2 separate regions of the Hordeum vulgare genome follow, and region 1 is linked to region 2. The links are chromatin contacts, called in public Hi-C maps. All regions are on one chromosome and are shown on one strand. Each heading gives the region's core, a stretch centred on a gene start, on an enhancer-like site or on the middle of the called end of the contact. The rest is flanking DNA. Distances are from core to core; before and after follow the strand shown. Region 1 holds the start of LOC123403521 (probable methyltransferase PMT15). Region 2 holds the start of LOC123401250 (homeobox-leucine zipper protein ROC5-like).

What was found. A called contact is a pair of places that touch in the nucleus more often than the background predicts.
Region 1: a Hi-C map of leaf shows a contact between it and region 2, with 2.3 times the contacts expected there. The contact joins the promoter of LOC123403521 here to the promoter of LOC123401250 in region 2. A contact is called at or near these places in 2 of 6 Hi-C or Micro-C datasets (leaf and seedling).

Annotation. Positions count from the first base shown.
Region 1 is chr6H:435,934,237-435,936,936 of MorexV3_pseudomolecules_assembly, forward strand. It overlaps LOC123403521 (probable methyltransferase PMT15), which reads right to left and starts at 1,302. Exons shown (of 6, transcript XM_045097453.1): 1 at 248-1,302. The coding sequence starts at 982.
Region 2 is chr6H:435,244,877-435,247,671 of MorexV3_pseudomolecules_assembly, forward strand. It overlaps LOC123401250 (homeobox-leucine zipper protein ROC5-like), which reads right to left and starts at 1,546. Exons shown (of 9, transcript XM_045094999.1): 1 at 1,015-1,546; 2 at 674-903; 3 at 454-571; 4 at 1-365. The coding sequence starts at 1,116.

The DNA.
Region 1 (2,700 bases), core at 52-2,551, 690 kb after region 2:
GTAGTTCATAGTTGCATAATTCACAGGTTTAGGTGAAAATTTGAACAATGTGCTATGTACTGCACTTTGTTCAACATTCTGCAGTTTCTTCTCTCTAGTACTACTACTATCTGAGTAACTGACGGACCTGTTTGTCCTCGGCTGAGCAAGAGATGTTCGTGTTTCCATTTCTAATACTACCACAAGAATCGGTTTCGAGCAAGCAATCCATTCTAAACCTAGTTAATTAAGAAGCTTGGTAACTTACCCCGCAGCCGGTGTCGAGCGCGGTGCGGATGGAGCCGTCGTGGAGCGGGATGAGCTTCCCGATGTCGTCGATGTAGGCGTCGGCGCCGTGCGGGAACATGGTCCCGCCGCCGGGGAACCGGAGCTTGTCCCCGTCGACGCGGATCCAGTTCTGCACCGCCTTCTCCACGGTGAGCTCCTTGTGCGGCACGTTGGCGAACCACGCGACGTCCCGGCTGGCCGGCCACGGGAACGGGTTGCGGTACCCGGCCGGCGCCGGCACCAGGCACCGCAGCCGCTCGCGCCCCGAGGGGCAGTGCCGCTCCCGGTACACCAGCCGGTCCCGCGGGTACCGCAGCGACCGCTTCACGTCCTCGCACGGCGTGTACTCCGAGTACTCGGCCGGGCACGCCGGGTACCTCCGCGGCGCCGAGGATGCCGAGGACGCGGCCCTGGCCGCCACGGCGTCGACCGCCGCCGCGTGGTGCGCGGAGAAGTCGAGGGACGGAGTGGTGGTGGTGGTGGTGGTGGTGGTGGTGGAGGGGGTGAGGGTGGTGGTGCAGGAGATGTCGGTGGCGATGGTGACGGAGCGGGAGGGAGAGGAAGGGGAGAAGCCGCCGCCGTGGTGCCAGGCGCCGAGGAGGTAGGAGGCGGAGCAGAGGAGGGCGACGGCGGCGAGCGGCAGGAAGAAGGAGCGCCGGGCGCCGGAGTGGGTGGGCGGGATGTGCAGCTTGGTGGCCGCCGAGCGGACCCCCATTGCTCCTTCCTCGCTCTGCTCGGAGCCCGGTGGTGTCGTCCTCTGCTCGCTTCTCAGTGCCCACTTCACTCTGGCTTCGTCGGTGTGGTCACTGAGCTGGTAGCCCTGCCCGTTAGGTAGCGGCGAGGCGGGGGCATCACACGGCTGTGAATAGCGCGTTTGATTTCCTCGACTGTGCGTGGATTAGGTAGTGATTACGGGTGAACGTCACCCGTAAACATCAAGGATTTCACCACGCATCGCTCTGTAATTCCGTGTTGTTCTCAAGAATGTTCAGCTCGTGAGGCCACTGGATCTCGATGCTCATGTGATTTGCTCACTGCACACCATCGTAAGCTTTTGTTATTTGTCTTTACTGCTCATCGCCGGTGGCTCTAGCACGTGATGGAAACATTCGCCGAGCTCAAGTATAAACAAGTAGCAAATTTTTTTGGACAGGAAGTGTAACTACTGAGCTATGATAGTGGTAAGAGCAAAGAAAATAATATAACTAACCGTTGGCTATGGCGTACTAGACCCAAGTACGGCTTTAGAGCAATCTGCCGGATGTCGTCTATTCCCGATTCGTAAAAAGTTATTAATATTTTTGTGACAAATATCTATATATGATCTACAATTCAAATTGTTGAACGGAATCTATATCTCCCCTAATCTTCCCTAATAATAAGGCAGCTACTGCTTCTGCCGTACGTCGTGGATATTTTGCAAAAAAAAATACTTGTCTTTTCAAATAATTAACCCGCAGTCCCTCTTTAAGTGACTAACCAGGAAAACATTTCGTTCTTACAAAAAGAACCTCGTGTTTTGGAGTATTCCATCCGAGATCCTTCTATTAAGATAAGGTTTCGGTGGTCACGGGCTCACGGCCGAGGTGAGGAGGCTGGAGTGCGCCCCGGTGCCGGCGCCGGCTCGGCTGGTGCAGCACGCGCCGAGGGCTCTCGTGGTGCTGACGGAGGCGAGGCGGCCGGACGTGGGGCCGTCGGAGGCCGCGTGCGTGGACGAGAGGGCGGACGACTTCATCAACAAGTTCTGGCAGCAGCTGCAGCTGCCGGCCGCGAGGAAGCCGGCGAGCAAGACGGGCAACGAGGCGGAGAAGGCGGCCAGGGCGAAGGTGGCGACCAAGAAGGCGGTCACGACCGAGGTGAGGAGGCTGGAGCGCGCCCCGGTGCCGGCGCCGGCTCGGCTGGTGCAACACGCGCCGAGGGCTCCCGCGGTGCTGACGGAGGCGCATCTCTGCCCGCTGGCCGCCGCCGTCGCATCTCTGCCCGCTGGCCGCCGCCGCCGCATCTCTGCACGCTGGCCACCGCCGCCGCATCTCTGCCCGCTGGCCAGCCATGTCTCCTTCCAATCCCGGGAAGGAATTCAGGGACCTGGTGCTCAGGAGCAGCGAGCTCGCCACGCTCGCCGCCATCTTCCACTTCAGGTACAAAAATAAGAATCTGAGCTCCCTCTGAAGATGGGAGGGAATGCAGTCAACAGTTAACTGAATTTCTTGTTCTGCTCTGGTCTGAGTGTGACTGACAACTACATTTGTTTATTTCTCTTGCTCTCTTGGCTGCTCCAGCGGCACCAAGCCGAGCTACCTTGGCGTGCAGAAGAGCTGACCCCCCGCATCGAGGTGGGTCTCTCCCGGCCATGGTTGCGACCACCCTCTCCTTCACCATCCTGCGTGTTGGAATTATGCCCTAGAGGCAATAATAAATATAGTTATTATTATA
Region 2 (2,795 bases), core at 296-2,795:
CTCATCATACCGTGCATCGAAGACTGCATAGACCCTATGCCACCGATTCCCCCGACTGCTAGCTCCAGTGAGGAGTTTGGCAAGGGCATCGACAGGTGTGGCTGCAACTGGAGTGGCGACAGAAGAGACACGGGTTTGCCGAGGAACTTGGTGGCAAGGGTGCAGACACGGTTGAGCTCATCCTTGAGCCTTGCATTCTCGATGCGCAGGTGCTGCTCCTCCAGGGAGACCTCCCCTAGCATGGCCGGGCTGCCGCAGCCGCCGCACATTGGGGTGCGCATGGCCTCCCTGATGGTCAGGTTCTCCGTGCGCAGCTTCTCATTCTCCTGCTTCAGCAGCGCGTTCTCGTGCCGCTCCAGCTGCGTCTGGGCACGGAAAAAGACGCGTCAGGATAAAGCATGAGACCACGAACGGGCGAATGAGAAATGGATCGCGGATGATAAATCTACTTACCTTCATCTGAGTGCGGCGGTTCTGAAACCAGAACTTGACCTGCCGCGCATCGAGGGAGAGCCTCTTGCTGAGCTCGCCGCGCTGCTTCTCGTCCGGGTGGGGGCACTCCTTGAAAAGCCTACACGAGGCGGAGAGGACGACGAACCCATGCATGAGAGGACAGGAGGAAAAAGGAAGAGAGAGAAGGTGGATGCAAATAGCTTTGGGCGGTGGCTCTTACGCTTCGAGCTCCTGGATCTGCTGCGGCGTGTGGCGGTGGTAGCGCTTCTTGCGCTTGCGGGGGTTGCTGCCGCTGGGCTCGGCGTCGTCGTCGTCGTCGCCGACGCCGGAGATGGCGTCCAGGTGGTCGCTCCCCGACCGGCTGTCGTTCTGCGCCTCCGCGTCCCTGGCCATCGCGCCGTCGGGAAACATCCGCCCGCCGATGCCGCCGTCTCGCCCGCCGGCGTTGTCCTGAAAACAACAACAGCAACAACAAAAAACTCCACCAATCATCCACCACGCCAAAGCAAAGCGAAGCGAAGCGAACGAGCGTTCCGGCCGTGACGAGCGCCGAAGGCTTACCAGCCCGAGGGAGAGCGCGGGCGAGGAGGAGAAGGCGCCGGCGTAAGGGAACTGCATGCCGCCGCCGCCGCCGCCGCCGTCGAAGAGCCCCCCGAAGCTCATCCTCCCACGTCCCCCGGGAGGAGCAGACACGACACGAGTGTAGTAGACCTGGCGTCGCCTTTTCACCGTCTCTATCCTCGGTCCCAAAAAGGACCTAGGCCTGGATCTGCACACCTCACGACCCGAATCCTCGGCTGCGCCTCTGGAAGCGGTGGAGAGAGAGAGAGAGAGTCGCCCCGCCTCGCCTCGGCCACCCTCTTTCTACTACCACGAGATTAGGCCCCTCAAAACCCTAACCCTCCACGGCGAGGGGAGGATTAGAATAAGGGAGGAGTGGAGAGGCGAGGCCGGAGCGAGCGAGCAAGAGAGAGAGCTGGCGATTAAAGAAAGCTTTATGCACGGGGAGATGGGAACGGGAGGGTCAAAATGGCAAGACGACGATACGAGGGGAGCGATGTGGGGGGAGGACTCCCCGGCCCCCGGGTGTGGACGCACGGAAAAGGGTGGGGAGAAACGCGAGGCGCTGACGCTGATGCAGCGCGCAGTCAAACGGGCGGTGCGGTGCCTGTTTTTTGTTGCCTTCCGGCGCCCTCGCTTACTTTCTTGCGCCGAGCGGAGCCGCGGAGGGCCGTCAGGTCCCGGGGGGGTGGGGTCCCGTTCCGTCTCCCCGCCTCCACGGCGTCTTGCTCCTCTGGCCCGACCGCCGCAGCGGCTCCTTTGCTTGCCTGCCGGAGCTGCTAGTGGACCCGTTTCCGTTTCATCCGTGGCCTCACTAGTAACTGTGTTGCTTGGATGGGTTTCTCTCTCGATAATAACGTGGCAGTGCGATTGTTTTTCCTCAATAGTATTTGCGCCAGCTCTCCCACGCGATCTTGAGTGAATCAGATTTATTTTGAATCTCTTATTAGTGAGGAATCTCTTATTCATGGACACGCGTCTTCTTGACTCTCTACTTCTATTTTGGGCGGCGACCATATCGACGGAGCTGAGTCAAGCAATGCTTATGATAGGGTAAGAGAGCGTTGTTGGTGGCGCCTGGCGATGGATAATTTTGTGGGCGGTGTCGTAAAGTCCATTTAACTATATAATGCAAAGGCTTGGGAGTCAACGTAATGACAACTGCGGCACGCGGGCGGAGAGATAGGGTAGAAGCGACGATGGTCGGAAAGGAAAAATGTTGAGGCGGTTGCCGGGTAAAAGGAGAAGGTGTCGATCCATGCAAATGCTAGTTAAGACCAATAAATAGATTGGTTGTTTTGTTGACTATATGATAAGATAAATGGAGTATATGATAAATATGTTGTCACATGACCTGATAAGGCAAAAATTGATTATTGCGTAAATTTTCTTCCATAAATAACTGTTAAGGACCCCACGTGACAACCGTCTACAAAGAAGGCCAGGAGGAACGTGAGACCCAATCCCAAGGCACATGGTGATGAGTGGGTGACGTGAACGACAAGTCCAGCGTCTAGGTACAGTTGGGATCAACATATTATTAGGGCGTCGATGAGATTGGCGTCTGGTTGTTCCCTCGGCTACTCCCCCATCCCATTTTCCATTCTCTCTTCTTCATCCTCAATCATGTAATTCCACACAATATTGCTATTGATTAATGGATAAATCAATGGGGAGACTAGTGTGATCATATCGGTTGGTATTCATAGCCAAGCCACACTACCATCGTTGCACACGCTGGACCGACACCACCAAACGTGTTCGAAGACGAGCGAACGCAT